5 separate regions of the Mus musculus genome follow, and all the other regions are linked to region 3. A link is a contact called in public HiChIP or PLAC-seq data. All regions are on one chromosome and are shown on one strand. Each heading gives the region's core, a stretch centred on a gene start, on an enhancer-like site or on the middle of the called end of the contact. The rest is flanking DNA. Distances are from core to core; before and after follow the strand shown. Region 1 overlaps 4932412D23Rik (RIKEN cDNA 4932412D23 gene). Region 2 has its middle 65 kb from the start of Gm29960. Region 3 overlaps Gap43 (growth associated protein 43). Region 4 has its middle 26 kb from the start of Gm29960. Region 5 has its middle 78 kb from the start of Gm29960.

What was found. HiChIP or PLAC-seq counts read pairs in DNA pulled down with a chosen protein or histone mark.
Region 1: a contact with region 3 is called in an H3K27ac HiChIP or PLAC-seq map of oligodendrocyte precursor cells, with 4 times the contacts expected there. The contact joins two enhancer-like sites. A contact is called at or near these places in 1 of 15 datasets of contacts at CTCF or cohesin (the NIH/3T3 cell line), 1 of 484 Hi-C or Micro-C datasets (embryonic fibroblasts) and 10 of 115 datasets of contacts at active chromatin or transcription factors (embryonic basal ganglia, embryonic forebrain, embryonic hindbrain and 5 more).
Region 2: an H3K4me3 HiChIP or PLAC-seq map of forebrain shows a contact between it and region 3, with 7 times the contacts expected there. The contact joins two enhancer-like sites. A contact is called at or near these places in 1 of 484 Hi-C or Micro-C datasets (nephron progenitors) and 5 of 115 datasets of contacts at active chromatin or transcription factors (differentiating embryonic stem cells, embryonic basal ganglia, embryonic forebrain and 2 more).
Region 4: an H3K27ac HiChIP or PLAC-seq map of heart atrium shows a contact between it and region 3, with 5 read pairs. The contact joins two enhancer-like sites. A contact is called at or near these places in 3 of 115 datasets of contacts at active chromatin or transcription factors (cardiomyocytes, heart atrium and stem cell-derived neural progenitor cells).
Region 5: a contact with region 3 is called in an H3K27ac HiChIP or PLAC-seq map of embryonic stem cells, with 2.5 times the contacts expected there. The contact joins two enhancer-like sites. A contact is called at or near these places in 2 of 484 Hi-C or Micro-C datasets (the N1E-115 cell line and nephron progenitors) and 12 of 115 datasets of contacts at active chromatin or transcription factors (differentiating embryonic stem cells, embryonic basal ganglia, embryonic hindbrain and 5 more).

The regions. Positions count from the first base shown.
Region 1 is chr16:42,743,498-42,748,037 of GRCm38.p6, reverse strand. The region is part of intron 1 of 4932412D23Rik (RIKEN cDNA 4932412D23 gene); the gene reads left to right. Among named protein-coding and RNA genes, the nearest start is that of Gm29960, 93 kb to the right of the region's middle. Within about 2 kb of position 1,642, at least 69 of the 459 cell types and tissues checked have an H3K27ac peak or open chromatin away from gene starts, as enhancers often do. A contact at or near this core is called in oligodendrocyte precursor cells, where this site is marked.
Region 2 is chr16:42,714,989-42,719,662 of GRCm38.p6, reverse strand. No RefSeq gene overlaps it. Among named protein-coding and RNA genes, the nearest start is that of Gm29960, 65 kb to the right of the region's middle. Within about 2 kb of position 1,437, at least 65 of the 459 cell types and tissues checked have an H3K27ac peak or open chromatin away from gene starts, as enhancers often do. A contact at or near this core is called in embryonic basal ganglia and forebrain, where this site is marked.
Region 3 is chr16:42,303,029-42,307,646 of GRCm38.p6, reverse strand. All of the region lies in intron 1 of Gap43 (growth associated protein 43), which reads left to right. Mir6540 (microRNA 6540) reads left to right here and starts at 4,178; the gene lies at 4,178-4,285. Within about 2 kb of position 1,451, at least 132 of the 459 cell types and tissues checked have an H3K27ac peak or open chromatin away from gene starts, as enhancers often do. A contact at or near this core is called in differentiating embryonic stem cells, embryonic basal ganglia, embryonic stem cells and 5 more, where this site is marked.
Region 4 is chr16:42,675,802-42,680,573 of GRCm38.p6, reverse strand. No RefSeq gene overlaps it. Among named protein-coding and RNA genes, the nearest start is that of Gm29960, 26 kb to the right of the region's middle. Within about 2 kb of position 3,078, at least 48 of the 459 cell types and tissues checked have an H3K27ac peak or open chromatin away from gene starts, as enhancers often do. A contact at or near this core is called in heart atrium, where this site is marked.
Region 5 is chr16:42,572,702-42,577,227 of GRCm38.p6, reverse strand. No RefSeq gene overlaps it. Among named protein-coding and RNA genes, the nearest start is that of Gm29960, 78 kb to the left of the region's middle. Within about 2 kb of position 1,562, at least 57 of the 459 cell types and tissues checked have an H3K27ac peak or open chromatin away from gene starts, as enhancers often do. A contact at or near this core is called in differentiating embryonic stem cells, embryonic basal ganglia, embryonic stem cells and 2 more, where this site is marked.

The sequences.
Region 1 (4,540 bases), core at 393-2,892, 440 kb before region 3:
TTGGTGAGGGAGCAGTAAGTCAACAGAATACAACATGAAAGAGAATCTGCTGGGAGAAAGGCAAGCAACGCGGTATTTTATGTGTGTCCTAGGTACTAGCCTAGGGTTTTAGGATTTGAACACAAAATCCCCCTCTGAACTCATTTGATTGTTCCTACTATGGAGGTCTAAAGAAGTGTCTGTTTCTCCCTGTGTTGGGGATATACCTACTCTGGGTAACTTGGGCAAGTTGGCAGACAAATGAACCCTCTGGACTACAATGGAACTATTTGCTAAAAATGTATACTTGCATTCTATGGACCAAGTATCAGGATTTAAAATTATCATTTGAATTGCAATTATAAAAACAAAACCAAATGGTGAATACTCAGCATGCCATTCTGAGGACTTCTTCCTGTTCCAGAGCCTGGGTTTGCCTTCCCCTTTGTTTCTTATCCTCTCTGAACCCTAAGGCTATTTCTAATGAGAATGCTTATCACACAGCATTTTGGTGTCCACTCACTTACCCACCTCGGTCACTTGACTCTAACTATCCCAGAGGAAGATGCTGTAGCCAGAAATGGTTCTAAGATGAATAAGTGGTTGAGCACAAAGAGAGCTAGAAAGCAACGAAAAGCGTTTGCATAAAGAGCTGAGATAGAATAATTCTGAGACGTTGTTCTGGAAGAGTAGACGTTAAATCTTCATTGTTGGGGTTTCTGACAGCTATTGGCATGAGGGGCAGGGTTCTATTGGCTGTTGCACTGTAACATTTTCCAAAGTAACCTTTTAGATCCTTTTCCTAAGGTCTCTCTGCCTTCCCCTGGATAATCAATACATAGATGAATCTGAAGGCTGCAGCTGTCTGAGTTTATTGTGCTGTTGTTACGCTTCGTATTTAATGATTCTAGTCTTCTGAGTGCATCCAGGAAATGATTCTGTACTCTATCTGGATCCTGTTCTTATTAGCATGGCCATCTTTCTTTCTTTCTTTCTTTCTTTCTTTCTTTCTTTCTTTCTTTCTTTCTTTCTTTCTTTCCTTCCTTCCTTCCTTCCTTCCTTCCTTCCTTCCTTCCTTCCTTCTTTCTTTCTTTCTTTCTTTCTTTCTTTCTTTCTTTTGTAAGGTGATTGTGTATTTTATATACTTATACCTATCTATGGCGTTTGACTACTGAAGGGTGGAAAGATGGCCCCCTTTTGACTTTTCTGGCTTTAAGCAGAAGTAAGATTATCAAGCCAAGAAAGTATATCCTAGAGGAATTCAGGGGTACGTGAATAAATAGTGTACTTTGGTGATAAACATTTGGAAGTGAAGTACTGTAAAAGCATATACATTCTGGTGGAAGAAGATGGGAGGTTTCTTTTTGACTCACTGCGGCTGTATTTTAATCTAACTAAAATTCTGGCATGCACAGGAAATCCCCAAAGCAAAGTGCCAGATGTCTTTTCAGGATCCTAGAGACATGGGATTCAGTGGGATTCGTTGCTAAGAAGATGATTCCCCCCTTCCATTCTTCACACTGATCTGACACCCGAGCGACAGGGAATTGATGTAAGCAGAGCAGGGATCTAACAATGTCAACTGTGCTGACATCATCCTAGCTGTGCAGGGCTGATGAGAATTTAGAACATCAAACACCCTCCGAAGGGCAGCGACCAGGTGTGACTCATTTCCCTGGAGAAGCCAGGGAGGAAGAGAGAGGGCAGGATTACTTCACACTGACACACGCTGCCTTTCAAACAGAGCTATCTGACTAGCTTTTCTGAGAACAGGAAAACATTCTTCTGTCTGTCTCCTCACTTCCCACCGGAAGCACTTTATATTCCAGTCTACCCAGCTTGCTATGCAGTAGAGTACTTTGACATCGTAATGTATGAAAATACACGTTCTCAGGATCATGAGGTTTTCTATTACATAAATCCAGCTATGAGAACGATTCAAAGGGTTTTGCTAGTCTCTTTTTCTCTCCCAGTGACATCAGGTGAGCTGTGCAGACACCACTGAAATAAAGAGAAGCTGAACAAAAGAGCACAGAATAGAGCTGCTGACACTGCTCTGCTGTTGCTAAATGAGGATAGCATTGCAGGTCCCTAACCGATTCTGCTGCTTAGATGGAAGGGGGAGGAAGTGGGCACAGTCAATGCTCAACAATTACTTCTTAGATAAATAATATAAAGAGCCTGTACATTTATGCATGGGTGCCAATATGCAGGCTACTATCTACTTTATGTCATTGGTTATTTGTCAGTTGGTTTGAAGAGTGAATAGATACTGAATCCAACAATATCTTCTGGTGTTAAGGTACAGTTTCCAAAATCTCTTCTTCGCAGAGAACGTTTCATTAGAACATTTGAGATGGGACAATTGAGCCAGTAAAGACTGTACATCAAAGCAGTCAAAATGCCCTCCAGTCGGATTAGTGTGTAATAGCAATTCAGGAGGTATAGTGAGCTGAATTATGATTGTGTCTCTTCAAAATGATCCCAGTGTGTCTTGACATTTTGTGGAATATTAGCTTATCTATTTCTTGAGTCAGTCACAACACAAGCAAACCAGGGACAATGCTTGTTGTTACCCTGCACTTGATACTTAAAATGCCAGTTATTCTCCCTCTTACTGTGCATGTTTAGAAAATGGCATATGCGGGACAGATCGTGAAGCATACTGGAATCAATGGGCATTGGCTGTGATTGGTATAGGTCGAACAGCACCAAATGCTGCATTACAGATCTGTAGGATGTTACTTGCACAATACAGATGCTTGTGAGGAAATAAGATGGGTGGCTTTTTAAGAAATATATATATATATATAATGATATAATGAATTCCAGGTTATTATAAGGTACTAAATCAATTTGTAAGGGAGATAAATTAAGCTAGCATGTTCCTAGAAAGAATCCTAAGTTTAGGAAGCAGATGTTGAGATGGGTAGGAAAAGAATTACATTTCACTTCTTATGCTTTGAGACCTACTTGGTAAAGATTTTCTCCGTGTGTTATGTCTCTGATCACTATTTTGGATATGGTAAGGCTGAGATTCGTGCAATAGTTAACAGTGCTGTTTCCTGGTGGTCGTTGATAATGAAGATCTATTGCATGGCTATTTTTGAAGTGGCTCTTAGAATCTTCTAGAATACACGAGAAGGGCTTCTCCACGTGTTGGAAGAGGTGTGATCATAGTAATCTTGGGATCACTATCGCTGTAAAACTCTTCTCAGACTTTCGTCTTCCCCTTGTAGCAGAGCCTAGCTACTTATTCCTTTGGGAGAATGACTTTTTGACATGAGGCAGTGGTATAGGATCTTTAGGAAGGAAACAGAAAGGAGACATAAATGTGAACTCATTTTCTCAGATGGAATACTACAGTTGGTGGTATATGGTTGACAATTTCACAACTCATATAGGATAAGGCAAAGCCCCTTATGTATCTGACAGAAAAGAACACCGTAACAAGTGGGCAGAGCCACACTGGAGCATACCTCTCTTTGAAGGTCAACCTTAAAATTCAGTCTGGTGAGAAGCATGAAAACTCACCATAAACTTTACTAACCTCAGAAACACCAAGGTCCAAGGTCACGGATACAAGGCACGATTGCCGAGCTAGTGGGGTAATCTATTACATGGGAGAGAAGGTAATGGTGATGTTTACAGAACTTGCAAGAAATTAAGATTCTTCAGGTTCACGTTGTGTGTGAGTCACTAATCCTTACAAGGTAAAGGAGGATTTGAAAAAGTGTTAAAGAAAATAACAAGTTAGAAGTGATTGGGGAGACTATTTCCATAACAGCTCAAAAATTTTCCCTTCTTGGATTTTGTTTAAAAAATATTTGACTGGGGCTTATACCTCCAATCCTTTTGAGGGAAACAGTTGTTTCACCCTTTAGATGAACTCACCTATTAAAGTAAATTGCTGGGCAATTCTGTTGCTTTAGGATACTGAGTTAGATCAGATATAAAGAAAGAATCAAACTCTTGAGAACTTTCTTGAGTTTGAACTGCAGAGTGGGGAGCAAAGCCATTATGAACAGTTCCGTTTGTGTTTTGATTGACTGTAGAGGGCATTAAAGCTATTGTTAGCTTCTACTTATGTGCTTTATGAGAAAATTATATAATCAAGCATGTCATTAGGGATTCAGGTATTTATTTCTCTTAGTGAATCCTACTGCCTATCAGATCTGAATAGTGTATGTAAATCCAAAAGAAATGTCAAGAATTGAGCCTAAAATCCAGTGGATTGAATAAAATACCCCCACTCTTCATAACAGCGCACAGAGGTAGGATAGTCCTGTCAATCTAAACCTCAGGCTTTCATCTTGGTCCAAGAGAGAGCAATTTCACTTTTCTCCATCTCCTAGGCAACCAGTGGGCAGGGGAAGAGGAAAAGGAGTTAGGGCATTGTGTGTTTCACAAATAAACTGTGAAGAAACACTCATCATTTCCTTTCACTTTCCACTAATTAGGCAGTGATATGAATGCTTTTCACTGCAGTGAGGGATTGGGAGGTCTTTGGAAAACTGTTTACTTAGGTGAAACTGTTGATTGCTTTGAAAGAAAAGGAGAG
Region 2 (4,674 bases), core at 188-2,687, 410 kb before region 3:
ATTCCCCTGTACTGGGGCATATAACGTTTGCCTGACCAATGGGCCTCTCTTTCCAGTGATGGCCGACTAGGTCATCTTTTGATACATATGCAGCTAGAGTCAAGAGCTCTGGGGTACTGGTTAGTTCATAATGTTGTTCCTCCGACAGGGTTGCAGATCTCTTTAGCTCCTTGGATACTTTCTCTAGCTCCTCCATTGGGGGCCCTGTGATCCATCCAATAGTTGACTGTGAGCATCCACTTCTGTGTTTGCTAGGCCCCAGGGTAGTCTCACAAGGGACAGCTATATCACCGTCCTTGCAACAAAGGCTTGCTAGTGTATGCAATGGTGTCATCGTTTGGAGGCTAATTATGGGATGGATCCCTGGATATGGCAGTCTCTAGATGGACCATCCTTTTGTCTCAGCTCCAAACTTTGTCTCTGTAAGAGAATTCTTGTTCTAACTAAGCAAGGTTCTGAGAAAAGAAAAGAAAAAAAAGATATTAATCTGAGCATTGATCTCATTTGGCTTTTGTTTTAGGAAAATCTGTTTCACATCACTCTTGTACCTTTCTATTGGTAAAGTACAGGAGAAATTATCTTCAAGGCTACCAGGTAACCTCTTTTGGCCCTGGGATAGAAACCTCAAGAATATGACATGACATAGATTGGAGGCAGGAACATTGGCAGTGAAATGCATCCTGGGACAATTAGGGAAGGAAGGGTCATGAAAAAGCAAAGAGAACTCAACCAACAGGTCTCAAGAAAGAGCAAGCTAGTGTTGATTTTTCTGCCAGTGTGCAGTCACTCACTGAGGTCACACCTGAGGTGAAGTCCAGTATCACCAACTATTTTAGCATTCTGTATCTGAAACTGTGCAGTAGGAAGAGCCCCAAGTTGAAACATGACCTCTTCTCGAACAGCACCACACCCTCCATTTCGGTGCCTCTACAGGAATAAGCACGATCATTTCTTCTGCTTGACAAGTGTGATCCACAAATCTCTAAAGAATTCTACTGTGCTAAATATTCACGAGGGTGTCTGACGGGGTAAGGCTAGGGAGATTACGCAGATACAGAAGAGAGCCAGGCAAGACATATAAAATGTGTTCTTGTTCACGTTGACAAAACAGGAAGGAAGTTCACTCATATATATGAAAGATTTTACTGGGACTTATGGGTAAAATAAATTTAACATCCTGATTATTAACATTTTTGGCACTAATTCCAACAAACAATAAGATTACAGAGACAGTGTTGTGTGGCTCATAACAACATGATTCCCTTCCTATTTAACTTCATTTTACTTAAAACATTTTTTTTTTTTTGCGTAAGGTATTTGGAGAAAGTATTTCTGTTTCCTAGTGAGAGAGAGGCCCCACCCCTTTCTTCATGGTGTGATGATTTCAGTCCAAACGCATCCAGTTTCTGGAAATGGCAAGTGAGACACTTGTTGCCATGGTGATTGTTAATAGTTCTGACTCAGATATAGTGTTGCCATAGCAACTGCATTGAAGCCCTTGGGAGGTGGTGCAGTCTCTCTCTCTCTCTCTCTCTCTCTCACTCTCTCACTCTCTCTCTCTCTCCATTTTTTTTTATCAGCAGAAAGAGGCTAAGAAGAACCATTTTAGTAGCTTCTCTCTGCTCTGCAGTGACGAAGCTTTCAAGGCTATTTCATCCATATGAAAGATTGTCCTGTTTCTGTGCTGATGGGGCAGACTCGCGTTGCTCTGCACTCTGCAGGAAGAATAAAGTCCCATGTATCACAGTAGCAAGCATATTACCTGCCTTTTAATGCGTTTTCATTTTGACCGTAATGGTTTCTAGTAACACAGGTCATCTCAAGTGACTAGATTAAGAATCTTCAGTGTCACTGGCAAGACAAGAAGAGCAAAGGTCAAAGCCTGAATAGGCAAACTTCATTGAGTTGCAGGCTGCCTCTGTCCCCTCTGCCTCTTCCCTGTGAAGATGGGAGGCATGGGGACAGACCTCTTTAGATCAACTAGGCTTCATTCTCTAGATTGTATACTTGTAAACCAGCATACACATACTTGGCTTTTAAAATGCGATCAGCACGCTGAAGGCCTTCAATATAAATATCACAAGCAAATGAGTAGACAGTCAGACAGCAGACATTAGTGTTTATTCATTCATTTCCCCGGAGACCACTCATCTAATTTTGCATCTCTGCAAGGCTTTTACTACATTCTGTTGTGCTCAGAGCTGCAAGCGGTCAGCAGGTCCGAGTTCTTGCTACTCTGAACCATGGGGCAGCTCTCTCACATCAGAGCCTATTCCAGTTTTCCGGTGTGGACTTCTGACATGGGGAGCAGCTGGAATGGGATTTAAGTGGCACTCCTCTGTGCAGCCTTGTCTCTGATCAGCAGATAGACAGAGCATCTCTAGACTGTCCTTGTGCTAAACAGGGACCGAATGCTCTGTAAGCCATGGGCCGAATGCTTCAAGGGGCTTCTCTGGTAGTCTGTCCTCAACTATCATGTTTATGGCCCCTCCCTTGTGCTCTCAGACTAAGATATTTTCTCCCCCGCTCCTTTTTTTTTTTTTTTTTTTTTTTTTAAGTAAAGCCCTCCTTGAGCATGACAATAATGTCCTTTTCTTTGTACATCTCACTGGGTTTAGCAGCCTGGCTCCATTTTACAGAAACCTAGTGAGACCATATTACATAAAGGAAAAGCAAATTAGGTGTGTGTTGACCTTGACTTCTATGTACCTTTTGATGGGGTTCTCTCTTCCTGCCACTAGAGGTAATACCTAGTTACCTAGTTACCTAGTTACAATGGGGGAAATATGGATGCTAGTGGGGAAGGCTGGCATTAATGGGAGCATCACCTAGATGCTGGAGAGGATGGTCCCTGAGCAATGACAAGCTTGGAATTCTATTGAAGATGCTTCTTAGGTCTGTGTAAGGGACCAGATGAGGTTTGGTAAATATTTGTGGAATGAGCGATTTTTTATTTCCTGGAATCCATAAGTGTTGTACACGGATTGATGACTGCAGAGAGTGGGCTCCATTTTCCTGCTTCTCAGTGTTTCCTGCACAGCTGGAAACTGTTCCAAAATGCTAGCTATATGCTAATGCACAATCTACCTCTCGTTAGTTTGGTATCGAAGAAAGATTCCTCCCTTAAATAAGAATCTTTTTGCAACCAGCTTACCAGGGTGGGCTCCCATGTTATGATGTGGTACTTTAAATGTTTGAAAATATCTGAAACCCTTCATTTCCCATCTTAATATTTCATAGCTCCTTCCTTGTTAACTGGTTGCTAATTTTTCATAGATTTGATTCAGGGCTGTTGTTCCTTCTTTTTTTCATCTTTTCCTTAATTGAATTATTTTGAATGAATGGAGAGGGCTGGAGAGATGGCTCCCTGGGGAAAAAGCATTTGTTGCATAAACATGAGGACCTGGGCTAATCCCCAACACCCATGTAGAAATCTACATGTGGCCCCACACACCTGTGATGCCATCACTGGGGGTGAGGGGCAGAGACAGGAGGATCACTGTGGCTTGCTGGCTGATGGAAGATCCTGTCCCTCAATGGAATAAGACAGTGAGTGATACGGTAGGATGCCTTTTGTTTCTCCTACATGTGTGCACAGCTGGACACACATGTGTTTAACACACATGGATTTTAAAAAGGATTGGAAAGCTGACTTGAAATACATTTAAGGAGCTTTTTTTCATTGAATGTATCTAATTAATTTGTTTTATTTACCTGTCATGTTTAGGAGACAGGGTATCTCAGCATAGCTCAGGTAGGCATCAAGCTCACTGCAGGCTCCCCAGTGCTGGGATTACAGCTGTGAATTACCATGCCTGGATCACAGCATCCTTTAAACAACATCTCGAAATCAGCACCTTTATGGTGCTTATTGTGACGTTCCATTTTGTCTTTCTACAAAATTACCTAGGCGAGAAAGAGGTAAAAATTCAGTGTCAGTGAAAAGGACTGACATCCAGCTTACGGCTTGGCACTGGGGTGGGGTGGGGGGAGGGTGCTTTCCATAGAACCTCAAGACTGAAAGACACAATTAGTGTTCACCCAAATTACACTCAGCTAAAAGTATGGAGAAAGCCCTTCCTTCTGCTCCTACCCATGGTCTGCTCCATGGTTCATGAAAACTGATGTTTCAAATAAAACCATGAACATCAACTTTTCAACCCAATCTGCTTTTCAAGGTTGCAGCCACATGACTTGGTTCTTTTTCTGTTCCTTACATACAATCAAAACCACTCTTTTAAAAAAATAATAAAACAGGATTTTTTAATGTGATAAACTAAAACACATCAAATAAAATTTACCATCTGTACCATTGTCAAGTACAAAGGACAGAAACTGAGTAGTCTCACAGATTTGTAGAGTTCTTTCTTAATGTCTAATTAGAAACTTGTAACACTGGGGTAGAAGGGATGATAAATAGGAAGACAGATGGACTAAGGAATATGATAGCATAGCATGAATGTAATGCCATCAAGCAAACTCTCTTGAGCAAAGAGATGAGTTAGGAAGTGCTGGTTATAGGATGTATGAAGTCCATCTTGTCAATTTCAGATAATGTCTTAGGGTTTTACTACTGTGAACAGATACCATGACCAAGGCAACACTTATAAAGGATAACATAATTGAGGCTGGCTTACTGGTTCTGAGGTTCAGTCCATTATCATCATGGCAAGA
Region 3 (4,618 bases), core at 202-2,701:
ACACACACTCACACTCACACACCTCCTCTCTGAGCTATGTGTTATGTTAGCCAATTCAACAGTAGTGAGAAGGAAGGTTACAAACCTACTGTTTACCTGAAACCTTTGTGTCAGAATTCGATTCTCAAGAGCAACGTTATGGGAGAGAGGGTAGCTAAATGGCGTTTCAAGGGAACCTTCTTGCTGCCTGGTTAAATGGTAGAAGGAACTGTTGGGTGAGGAGACTGGATAGAGAGAAGAGTCAAATTAATAGGCACCTGAGAAAGAGCCACATTGAATTGTAAGTGCAGACGAGGAGAGTTGCTTAGGCATAAGGATACAGTTGTCATATGGTCATCTTCAGGCTTAAGAAAGAAACGTTAGGTAAAGGGCTTTTCAGCTACCAGCACTTACTACTGAGTGCTGTCTGATCCAGAACAGCCAGGGTACTGGGCAGTTCCCTGTGAGGAAGAGAGAAGAATCTAGATCACTTAGTGGGCTCAGTCACTACATCCATAAGTGTCCAAAGAGTGTTCCCTAAGGCCCACAGACCATCCTGGCATCGAACCCCTCCCTTTTTCTCCCATCATGCAATGTATCAGTCTTCAGGCTTTCCTTCCTGTAATTACCTTCGAAGTTGTGCCTTTGAATGTTATCTGGGTTAGGTGACTGCTCTCAGTCAGTTATTACCAAATTCTTCACTCCTATCACAGTTTATGTGTTTCGTATGTTTTGATCTTTTTTTTTTCTTTTCAATAACTCGGCCTAATAACAAAGACACTTTTCTAGAGGTACAGAAGTAACAGGCAGCACTGAGCTTAGAAAAACTGTGGACATTCTATGGACACTCAGATGAGAAATTAATTAAACACACTGCCTGATGGTTTGGATTCAGGGGCACCCTGAAGCTCACCCTCTTACCCTTGATATACAAAATCTGTATAAAATAAGGAACTGACAAGACCCCAGACTTTGGGGAGCAGAGGAGGGGGCTGAAACTAACTTGCTTTTTCCCTAAGCAACGCTGATTTTGACTGGCCTCTCTGCAGTTTCCGCTCTTTCTTGCACACACTGATTTTTGGCTTCCTTTCTGTGCTTTAGTTGATCTGCCCTACTCCCTACATTTTGACATCTGTTTCCTTTGGTCATCCCTACTTTGCACTTCATTCTCTGTCTTCCGCGATGGAACTGGCTCCTTCCGGGTGATCTCATCGCTTTGTTTCTCAGCCTCAGCATGCTCCTCTCTCTCTCTCTCTCTCTCTCTCTCTCTCTCTCTCTCTCTCTCTCTCTCTCTCTCTGTCTGTCTCTGTCTTGCTGTCTTTCAGAGCCCCCACCTCTCAGCTTGCCGGGGTGGGGAGTGGTGGTGGGGCTGAGGGCGTGGCTTGAGACCCCAGATCCTAAGGATGCCAGGGCGGAGCACAGACTGATCATTCGGATGCCCCACCCGCACAGCCCTAGTGTTCGCCCAGAGGTCTGCAACTAGTGGAGCCCCTCCTCCAATTCAGCAAGCATCTAGTCTTAATGCTCTCTCAGAGCGCTAGGGAATTCTTGTTTGGGAGGTAATTGCTTCTTGCATAGGCTTGTTTTGAAGAACAAAAGCTCGAGCCTCTGTCCCAGACCTCTCAGAAGAACAGTGAGGGCCAATGGGCTGGGCTCCTTTCTTAGTCTTCTTAAATCAACCAGCTTGCTCCTGCTGCTTATGCAGAGACCTGGGTGGGTTACACAGCAGGTGACAAAGAATGGGAAAAGCTAACTGGGTCAATTGGAAGTCTGTCTCCATTTTTTTTTCCCTGACTTGGAGGCTGCTAAGGGCACATTAGCATCCCTTAGGCTATGTTCACTGTTTCCTTCAGCGGGACAAGGGGAGACCATAGCAAAGGGCTGGATGGTTTCTTTACCTCAGCAGAATCAGACATTTGCAAACTAAGTAAGAATCATGGAAGATGTTACAAAAGAGAAAGCCAGCTAAGGCAAAACCAGGGACTCCATTTGAAAACAATGACCCTTCGGAATTATTAGTATTCATTTACATTTATTTAGGTTTCTTGAGTAACTGCACACAGTCCTCTCTCTCTCTCTCTCTCTCTCTCTCTCTCTCTCTCTCTCTCTCTCTCTCTCTCCAAACTTGGGAGGACAGTAAATGAAGCAGGTGGAAAGAAGTGAAATTACCATCCATGTGGCGAAATTTAGATACTGTGAGATTTCCTCTTGGCTTGGAAACACCTGGCACCAGGGTTGTTCATTCATCCAGTAACATGAATGAATCTCGGAGACTGGCAGTGGGATAGGGTGGTGTCGGGGGCTGTACGTGACATCACACTCACAAATGGAAGAATAGCGAGAAGCCTCCAGCTAGCTTCCATGGGTCCCTGCCTAGGAGGTGGCAGCTGTGCAAGGACCCAGGATCACACAGAAACTACTATGTGGAAAGATGACACTGGGCAGGCCAGCACACGTGCATGCGCGCACATACACACACACACACAATGTATATATATATATATATATATATATATATATATATACATACATACATATACACACACATATATAATGTGTATATGTGTATATATTTGCATATCTTCGTTATTTTTAGCCATCTGACTTTCTTCCTCCAACCAGCTTGTGATCATATTATTCACATATACTCACAGTGTGACTTTTTAAATGGTAACTTAGGTATTCCTTTAGAATCCTTTCCTCCCTTATCACAGAGGCTTTGGGGAAGCTGTGACTTTCTGCTGACTAATGAATGGTGTAGTGCCAGCCTTTAGGAAGAGCTGGTATCAGCATGTTATCGACTGGCGTTTACAGGATGTTAGTATCTATTTGACAATGAAATGATTCATTTGTCAATTCATAGGTACTATATATAGTAAAGGCACCCTCCACTGTAAGGAACCAAGCGTAGGACCATAGCTGCCAGCGGGATTTCCCTTTTCAGCTCGGTGATCTACTGGAAGTGGCTATTTATGATAATGCATATAAACAATTAAGCATATGTAATTATGATAAAATCAGTGACAGTAGAGGCCAAAGTCCAGGGAGGAGACCCCATCCATACTAGATTCTGCAATTAGATTACAAATCTCAGATGCTTCATTTTCTAGGGAAACAGAAAATCAGAAAAAATGCACATAATCATCTGCTGGTAGAGCTTTGATGCTTGGGGTGTTTGATTCATCAGATAGGTAGACTGAATCCACTGAAGTATAAGGACTTTCACAGGTCTCAGGCAGGTTGGGAGGGTCAAATAGGGAGCCCTGGACACCTGACAACTCTTCTCTTCTTCCTCCTCTTCTTCTTCCCCCTCCTCCTTTCCCTCCTCCTCCCCCTCCTCCTTACTCTCCTCTCCCTCCTCTTCTACCTTCTTCTTCCTCCTCCCCTTCCTCCCCCTCCTCCTCTTTCTTCTTCTCCTCTTCCCTTCCTCCCCTCCTATATTCCTCATTTCTCTAAATCCAATAAACAGTCAATCCTTGAAAACAGCTTTCCATGTAGAGTGCTATTCAGAAGGAACTGTGGATTTCGCAGAACAGGCGGTGTGGGTGATATGGCCAGCACTGTTCACATTAATGTTCCTAGTTTTGTTAAGATATAGATGCAGTAAACCTGGGCCAGGCAAGTCTGCACTGAGAGTGGCCATTGCCAGCTGTTCCCAGTAGTGCAGAGGAGGCTGGTCTTTCTGGCCCTGTAGCCTGCCTGCCTTTCCTCTTTGCTTTTTCTTTGCACAGATGCAGCAGCCCTGGGAGATTTAAGGACCCTTTTATGGTCCTGTTGCCAGGTCACAGCTCGATTTGCTAGTATGGATGCCATTCACTGCCTGTCCTCAGCCAGGCTGGAGATTGTTAGAAGTCATCTCTAGAGGCTGGTGTCTTGAGCTAAAGGGTGTGATCTTTTATCTAGTGACTTAGCACCATTTAACTTGGTTCCACAAACCTTTCACACATAAACAATTTGCTCAGCTCTGGTGGCAAAAGGCAAGTCTTTTTCTATGGCACGTGGGTCCTCCAGCTGTCGCTCATTTCTTCCCTCCAGGGAGTGCAGCTGCTGTAGTGCTAGCTGGCAGGCCTGGCCCTTCAGCTGGGGCTCTGCCAGTGTTTCTGTGTGTCTCCCCACCATTCACTCTTCTTTCTCTGTAATTCCTCGCTTTGCGCTGTTTTATTTACTCCATGTCCAGGGGCCGTTGTACACGATGTAAGGAATAACTGGGCAAAGGCTCTCCTAAGGCAGGCAGACTTCAGTGTTGCCCATTTCTCAGTTCTCTGAAGCTTGCTTACCTCCAAAGGGCCTTTGCCATAGCCCTGTACCTTGTCCCGGGGGCTCACTTTCAGTGCCTCTTATTATAACATACTCTCAGGATATAAGTCCCAAATCATAATCTGAGTGTGAAAGTCAGAAGGGCTGAACCCCAGAGTCAGGCATCTGAGGCAGCCAAGGCCCAGCTCTTCCACTCATTAAATATAGAACCCCCCTAAGCATTAATTTTCTCATTTGTAAAATAGCATTACTTAACTCATATATTATAATTATAGTGACGTCTACTTCCTACATGTAAGAATTTCCATGTAATACCTTAACTCAGGGCCTGACAAAGTGATCAATGAATGCAAACTTTTGTTATCCACATCATTATTATGAC
Region 4 (4,772 bases), core at 1,829-4,328, 370 kb before region 3:
TTTAAACGTATTTATATCTTTTATCCGTTATTAATGATAGGCATGTTGGAGATTAAGACTTTGGTATATACATCTGGGAGCTTTATAATTAAGTCCATAATAATAAGTTATATAAAACTTGGGTTGATATAATATAATTATAGACTTGTAGGCAAACTTTATTCTGTAAAAAGTCTCCAATTAATATGTGGATTTGTAAGCAATTTCTGGTTATTTTTCCTTTAAAGAAGAAAAAAAATTTAATGTAAATAAAGTCCAAATATTATTTTCCTTTCATCATATATTCCTTAGATGTCATATTTTAGGGCTCGTTGTTTAATTAAGACCAAAGATTTACTCCTATACTGTGTTCTATGGATAATTTTGGATTTTATGTTAAATCTTTTGTTTTGTTTTGAGTTGACTTTTACATATGGATTGAGGTAGAGTTATATAGCTTTTTCCTCTGGTATGGAGAATTCCATTTATTCTAATACCACTCATCGAGGACTACTGTTTACTTAACAAATTATCTTAATGCCTGCAGAAGATCATCTGGTCATAAATATGGTTTTATTTTTGGAATATGAGTTCTATCTCACTTACTGATATTTATTTGTGACTTCATTTTAATAGTACCATCTTTATTATTATAGCATCATTGTAAGTTTTACAGTTGGGAAGTGTGTATCCTCCAATATTGTTAATATTTAAAACTGTTTGTTTTTCCAAATGAATGTTAAGGATCATTTTTGTCCCTTTCTACATAAAATCAAAATAAACTTTACTAAGTATTATGTTGAATCTATCTATCTATCTATCTATCTATCTATCTATCTATCTATCTATCTATCATCTTTCTATGCATTATCTATCACACCTATCATCTATTATTTATCTATGTATTATCTACCACAATTATCTATCATCATCTATCATATAACCATATATTATGTAGATTTTAAGTCCTTTCAATGATTTTGTACAGTTTTCACTGAATGTGCCTTATATTTTTCAAAATATTCTTACGTATTCCATTTTTGATGCTACCATATAGGATAGTTCTTAAAATTTGATTGCCAGGATGTAACATTCAAAAACATTTATTTATTGGTTCTAACAGTTCGTTGTTTTAAATGGCTTCCTTGGGGTTTTCTATATGTGAGATAATTTCACTTGATTACATAGATTTACATCTTTCTTTTCAATCTAGAGGATTATTGTTTTTTTCTTGTTTAGTTTCCCTGGCTAAAACATCTAATTCAATGCTGACCAGAAAGCATAAGACAAGTGTGCAGCCTTATTCATGAAAGTATATAGGCTTGCCTTATTTGTGAAGGTATAGAAAGTCTTTCAGCATGATGTAGAGCTGAGCATATTTCATAGATGTCCTTTCTCAGAGTGAGCATTTTTTTCTTCTATGCCAGTTCTATAAACATCATAAAAGGATGTAGAATTTTTTCATATACATATTCTCTGTTTGTTGAGATGATCATATGTTTTAAACTTTTTATTCCATTAATATGTCCTGTTGTAGCTGCATATGCATCAAAAGATGGCCTAGTCGGCCATCACTGGAAAGAGAGGCCCATTGGACACGCAAACTTTATATGCCCCAGTACAGGGGAACGCCAGGGCCATAAAAGGGGAGTGGGTGGGTAGGGGAGAGGGGGTGGGTGGCTATGGGGGAATTTTGGTATAGCATTGCAAATGTAAATGAGCGAAATACCTAATAAAAAATGGAAAAAAAATCAAAAAAAAATATGTCCTGTTGAGTGATTTTCATGTTGGAACAACCTTTAAGTTTTGTGGTATATAATCATACTTTTATATTTTGTTGGGATCGGTTTACTAGTGTTCAAAAGAATGACATTTGCATCTGGGTTTATGAGATATTGGTCTGTACTTTTGACATTCTTATTTGTTTTTAGTTCTGGAATAATATTGTTTCATAGACTTCAAATATTTTATCAGGAGAATGATGCTAAAGACTGACTTGGTCAACAGCAAGGGTGCTTTTTGTTTGTTTGTTTTTTGTTTGTTTGTTTGTTTTTGTTTTGTTTCTGCATTTCATACCAAAGAGTGATGCACAAATTAGAAGGGGACGAAACATGCAACCTGGAAAATGGGTATGTAGGTAATGGAAGGGACCAAGTTGGAAAAGATGAGGGTCAGAAGTGAGGTGTAGGAACAAACATTGAAGAAACATGTTAAATACAGCATGTTTTAAGATATTTGTGTTAAGTACTATTTGTATCTCCTATAACTTATCTCTTAATGGCATTTGCAGCATAGCTAGCTACAAAAGCCTTTGGCTTCTTTCAGTTTCATATTTGCTGGCACTGCTGCTTGCTCTACATCCTTAGCATCAGCCAAACTATTCTCTTTGCTGGTTTTACAGGTGAGACTAAATTTTAGAGAAGGGACTCTGTTTAAAAACCCAGGTGAAAAACAGAAGAAACAAGGAAAGAAAGACTACAAATGCATACATAATACTGCCTCACGATATTCCAGATAAGCACAGGATATGTTTCTGAACCCTAGTTAGTCATTGGGTAAGAAAACTTGGCTTGAATCTGTGTCCTATAACGGCCAAAACAGAAACTACTATTTTTCCTTCTCTCTGTGCCTCTGTACTATGTTCCATGTTCATATCAAAACAGACTATCTGTAAAAATCAACAAGTCTTACAAGTACTTTATAAGTCATCTGTGGTAGAAATGATTTCATGTTTATTAGGAGTTCCTCCTTAGGAAATTAAATAGCATAGAAGAACAAAGTTACTTTTCACTTCCTCAGACTATGAAGGCATGGAGGAAGTCTGCATTCTCCATGTTCAGCCTCAAACATTTAGCATCTTGGGTGAGACATTGGCTCTTCCTTTTTCTCCCGAAGAGCACAAATGAGGATTTAGTCTTCTCTAGTTTCCCCACTTTTCAACCATAGATTCAAGTGGGAATGAGGAGTTATAGGATACTCTGCAGGGCAAACAGGTCCATACACATAAAGCCTTTCAAGCCATGCTATACACAGTATCTGCTGTATTAATGTTTGCTGTGGTTATATTATCCCTTCCCAGTTACACATAACCTTCACAGCTCGCTATTGTTTGCGTCCATCTGGAGTTACTCATTTCCTGCCTGACTTCAGTCACATCTGCTGCAGGCCTTTAACATTTGTGAATTTGACATTTGTGAGCTCAAGCATTCTAAATCCACCCAAATAGTCATGACTCACTGAGATTTGAAATTTTCTTCAAGCAAAATTTGTCTCAACTTAATCTGGAAGGACCGAGCCTGCAGAACTTAGTCAGTGAGTGGATGTTTTGCCACATCCACTTTTCCTGTGCCGTTGTTGAATCTTGTTCTATGCGGTGGTGATCTGAAGGCAACCCAGACAGGGAAGACTATTGCAGTATACGTTTGGCTGTTGATTCATACCCTCGCTGCACTTCAGAATGTATGATGTGCCTTTGTATTGTGACCGAATGTCATTTCAGCTTTCACAACAACCACTCCAAAAGACAGGCCACTGCACACACACAATTCTGAATACAATTGTGAATAATTTAGATGAGAAGAAAACTGGGGAGTGTAGTTAGAATCTGATTGTCTGGGGAGGTGGGGAAATCTCGTAAAAATAATGCAAAGGCTTGGACTGAAGGAGGAACAACAGGATGTATGAGTAAGCTTTGCTGATGTAAAGGGAAGTGTGACGCTCAGAGATATGGAGTAAAGAGAAGACAAATAAATGTTCCTGGCTCAGATCTTGAGAACAGCTTTAGAGTCACTGGAGCTGTCCAGCAATGGCAAAGTTTAAGTGTGGGGGACACTGAAAATATTTAAGCAATGGCTAGAGAGTTCTTGGCCAAGAATTCATGGCCACCTGGCCTTGCTCCTGGAGCACCATCTACTTGTACAGACGAAGAACATTAGCTCTACACAAAGACTCCAAATCTCTCTCTGTCAGAGAGGAAGTGCTGTACCTAGGATTAGCTCTTCCTGTTTCCTGTATCTTTCTATGTCATTTCCGATTTTCTAAGGGGCTTTGGATGGAGGTTTCATTTGATTGGCATTTACTCTTGGCTTTATCCCAGGATATGACTTTCAGCAGTCTCCTGGAAATGGTTGACCTACCTAGTCTTTGGTTCGGTTCCTAACATCTCTGTAGTTTGGAACTGTTCACCAAGGAGAAAAAGAAAGGTACACACCATTGTAAATGTAATGACCAAATGAAGGAATATGATTTCTGTCATTTTTAGGGACCTATTCTTTTATCTTTTAAGTGAGGGACCAAATGTGAAAAGATATTGGGCTGGATTGTCTTTATGGGCAGGCTTATATCATTGTAAGATGTGTATTTGTACGTATTTGGAAAACCAGACTTTTGATAAGGGTTAGAAAGATAATATGATCACAGAAAGTACAAAGAGATGAAGGGAAACGTTGTCTCCCACCACAGACTATAAATAGAGTTCCTGGAAGCATTCTTCCCTGCCTCTACCTCTCCTGTGGCAAGACGATCAAATGTGACCATGACCTTACAGCTGCCCTTGTGAGTCTTGCTACTGCTGCTGTTGCCTTCTTCTTTGCCTTGGCAAGCTAAACTGGAAGAAGAAAGAACAGAGTTCTCAGATAGATATGACCACAGATATCACCTGTCAAGTGTCCAGTCACCCTAGTAGAAATTGTTGCTTGACCACAGCAGTATAATTATGGCATCTTTATCCTTGGTAGCTAGAAGCATCTTTAAAGAATTGGCTAAATATTTCCCTTACTTACTGGCTTCTTTGC
Region 5 (4,526 bases), core at 313-2,812, 270 kb before region 3:
TCTCATCAGAATCTGTCAGTTGATTGTAGAATGTGTTCTGTTTTGACCAATTCAACATGCTGTAGATTACCCTGTAGCTGCATTGTGACTCTCAGACTGGAACAGTAATGGTCCTCTTTAGCTTGCATGAGTGTATTTAATTGCAGTGATCTGTCTGAACAGATCCATGGTGACAGGAGGCAGATGTCCTGAGAGTCTTTAATTCTCAGGTTGAGTTGTCATGGTGGACAAACTCTCCATTATGCATAGAATCTGATTTGGAAACCTAAAGCACAAATCTTCAGTAGAACTTTCAGATTGCTCTTACAAGGGAAACCAATACTGTAGAACTAATTAATAAATATGAGTCCTAAGTTTATTTATTTAACTTTTCCTACTCATTAATGTGACAGATAAAGTGGGAAAAGACAGATATAATAGTACTATCATATATATATGATATATATGCATATATATACACACATATATATTTACATACATATATACATTTATACACACACACATACACATTTGCTATGGCAAGTCTTCTAAAGTCTGTGGAGGAATTTTGAAGAATATGAAAGGCTACTCAAATATTAGGCATACTTAAGTTCATTACATCTTCTTTGCAGCACTTACATAGATGTTGTGGCTAGTCAGGTATTGTATGCTGCCTCAGTCAAATGGCATTACCATAGTTTATGCTATGTGCTTCCACTGGCAGGTATACTTCTAGTGTACCTGACAAGATGAAGAGAAAGCTTTTAACACAAGCTGTTCTCACTCTGATCAGATATACCATTTGATCTAGTGTAAAAGGAAAAGTCTCTATGTCTTCAGCTTAATCAAATAATCAAGTGGCACCCTTCAATTCTTTATCAAACAATAAATCGAATGTAAATTTTCCCTAAATTGTTTCTTTCCTTAATAGTAGGCTTCTTGATAATTCTCTGCTACTTCTTTCTCACCTCCTTTCTGGTTTTCTCATTTCTAATGTTGGTATGTTCTCCTAAGGCGCCTGGCCTCTGCCATAGTTTAAAGCTCATCTGTGTTACAATATTCACCTTCAGGACCCACTGCTAAGTCCCTTCCACCATCCGAGGAATAAAGGATGCTTCAGATAAAGCACATTCCTAGAAACATCACAAAAATCAAAATAGCAAGGCTGATGACATTTTTTCTGATTACTCAGTTTTTTGCTGACTTGGATTTGATATCCTGTTTAATAAAAGCAACAATAGCAACAACAGTGAAAGGTGGAGGTGTTTGAAGAAAAAAAAATCGTCACAGTGCATAGGATTACCCCACCCTTCCTTCGCCATTCTGCTAATCAAATCGGTGATGCAATCGTCTGCTTTTCCCAGAAGGCCCCCCTCTCTCCATAGTGACAGAGAATACATTTGATGCTTCTTGCCGTGCCCTAGATCCCTGACCCCTCATCCCTTTAAACAGTCCCCGCTGCTAAAAAGAACCCCAATGACCCTGCGGCATTTAGCTTCAGCTGAGTCGCCCCCCCTCCCCCATGCCATTGAATTGCAAATCTGGGCATGCCTCAGTGAGAGCACTTCAATTCCTCATCTGCATCTTCACTCCCCTCCCCCTCAGGGACAGAAAAAACCCCAAGGAAATATAGCCAGCCACAGCTAGGCTGAGGCTCTGATCAGATTAACTCCTAGTTTAATAAGACATGTGGTGAGCCACCAGCTGCTCCATCCCATTGCACTTAGTGAAGGACCAACGGGTCTTGAAGGTCCTTATTTGCAAGAGTTGAGACAATGTGTGGGACTTAGGAACCTGTTTCTCCAGATTTCTCTGGCTCCCCAAGTCTGCGAGCTGAAGGACTCTTTGAAGGTTTCAGTGCATTAGGCTTAAAACCTAAGAAGAAACCTGAGAATTCTTATAGTGTAAAGCCCAGTCAACTCCGTTTTTTGAAGAAACTCCATTTTGTGTGAGACCAGAGGCTAAACTCCAATTCCAGGAAGAAAATCAGAGTTCTCCTGAGCAACCAACCTATGGCAACCCACACTCCTTAGCAACAGCTAGTCAGGCTGCAATAGCAGGGTCAAGGTGCATATAGATAACTTTAGACATCCTTCAGAGAATACATAATTTAGCCATTCTGCTTATCAGGTAGTTCTGTCCCCATGTTCAGGTGTACATAGTGCCCATACACACATACATGTAGGCAAGCACTCACACACATGAAATCAAATGAATGAATTTTTAAAACTATTATCTTGATTTATCTTTACACTTTTAATAACAGGAAAGGATGCCAGGAGTCTTAAGAGATAGAAGTCTGTTAGGACTAAGCGATTATAAAGGTTTTAAAATCCCTAACTTTGCCATGTCCTAGTGTTATGCTCAAGTTGTAGGTACCCCAAAGACTACCCAATGATGCCAGGGGAGGGCATCTGATCTGCAACGGGAGTTACAAAAGGTTGTGACCCACATACAGTTGCTAGGATCTGAACCTGGCTCTTTTGTAAGAAGAGTAAGTGCTCTTAATCCCTGAGGTATATCTCTAGCATCAAGACAAGCTAATTCTTTTTTTTTTTTTTTTTTTTTGGTTTTCGAGACAGGGTTTCTCTGTATAGCTCACTGTGGAACTCACTTTGTAGACCAGGCTGGCCTTGAACTCAGAAATCTACCTGCCTCTGCCTCCCGAGTGCAGGGATTAAAGTCCTGTGCCACCACACTAGGCCACAAGCTAATTCTTCTCTCTCTTTTTTTAAATTAGGTATTTTCCTCATTTACATTTCCAATGCTATCCCAAAAGTCCTCCACTCCCCTACCCACCCACTCCCACTTTTTGGCCCTGGCATTCCCCTGTACTGGGGCATATAAAGTTTGCAAGTCCAACGGGCCTCTCTTTCCACTGATGGCCGACTAGGCCATCTTTTGATACATATGCAGCTAGAGTCAAGAGCTCTGGGGTACTGGTTAGTTCATAATGTTGTTCCACCTATAGGTTTGCAGATCCCTTTAGCTCCTTGGGTATTTTCTCTAGCTCCTCCATTGGGGGCCCCGTGATCCATCCAATAGCTGACTGTGAGCATCCACTTACGTGTTTGCTAGGCCCCGGCGTAGTCTCACTAGAGACAGCTATATCAGGGTCCCATCAGCAAAATCTTGCTAGTGTATGCAATGGTGTCATCGTTTGGAGGCTGATTATGGGATGAATCCCTGGATATGGCAGTCTCTAGATGGTCCATCCTTTTGTCTCAGCTCCAAACTTTGTCTCTGTAACTCCTTCCATGCGTGTTTTGTTCCCAATTCTAAGAAGGGGCACAAGCTAATTCTTAAAGCTGCTCTGTTCTTAGACTTCCTTGGGATCCTCAGGACCTGGAAGACTAGATAGACAAGATACCACGAGAGCCAAAGTTACGATTAAAGTTTTAATTATTATGCCCACATGTGATTAAGCACATCCAGTATAGTTGGGTCAAACAAAGGTAATTTGTGGCCATTTTCTGGAGATCTAGAGATGTACCTTAACAGAGAGTCCATCCATCTGGTTAGTATTTAACTACATCTTGCTTCAGATTTGGCTTTAAATCATGGTGGTGGTGGTGGTGGTGGGTCTGATTCTGCACTGGTGGGATTAATTACACCTTGAGGAAAGCATGAAGAGAAGACCACAGTATTGCCTCTTCATAACTGTTTGAAGAGTGCTCACCAGACGAAGACACTCTGGTGAGTAAGGACAGTCAGTGACTGACAGCAGAGAACTCATCCACATGGGAAGATGATGGCTCATCCTAATCCACTGTGGTCACAACATAATTAAGATTCATCCACACGAAGTATTATGGGTTTTCAGAGTCCAGGCTCGGAGATCTATTTCAGGAAAAAGACTGCCATGCTCTATGTGCAGACTGAGAACAATGAATAGCTCTACTGTCTTTATATAGCTGAGCCTTTATTGCTAAACATCTTAGACTGCTTTGCTCTGCATCTTAACCAAGAATCTGAACTGGGATGATTCTTCCAACGTCAAGGTTGATGATTGAAGAGAAGTCCCTTGAAGTAATTTACTATTTAAGAACAATAGAATAGAATATCAGAGTCTGTTGAATCTGCCATGAGAAATTCTCAGTCTTAATATTCATCAAAAGTGTAGGTGGACTCAGCAAAACCAGTGTATCTTGTTGTATATCTAGTAAAAAGAAATCAACATTATTTTTAAATATTAAATGTGCATCTGCTTTTGAAGACAAGACAAAAAAATCAGGGTAGACTTGAACTTTGTATGCTGATAGAGAGTGTTCTATCCATCCCCAGGTATGGATATTTTCTATTAAATGAAGTAGCTGGATGACATATTCCCTAAGTTTGTTTTTAGCTCCAAGAGTCTTTGTTCCTCTGAGTCATCCCAAGGGTGCAGAGTGTTTGACAAGAGAGGTTTAAGGGATAGGGATAAGTGTGAGGAAGCGTCCTGGGGTGGCTGCTCTGGGCAGCTGCCTCTGGTAGAGGAATTGGCCAGCAGATTATTTATAAGGGACTGTTCTAGGCATCGGACTCTAAGCAAAGGGAGGAGAAGCAGG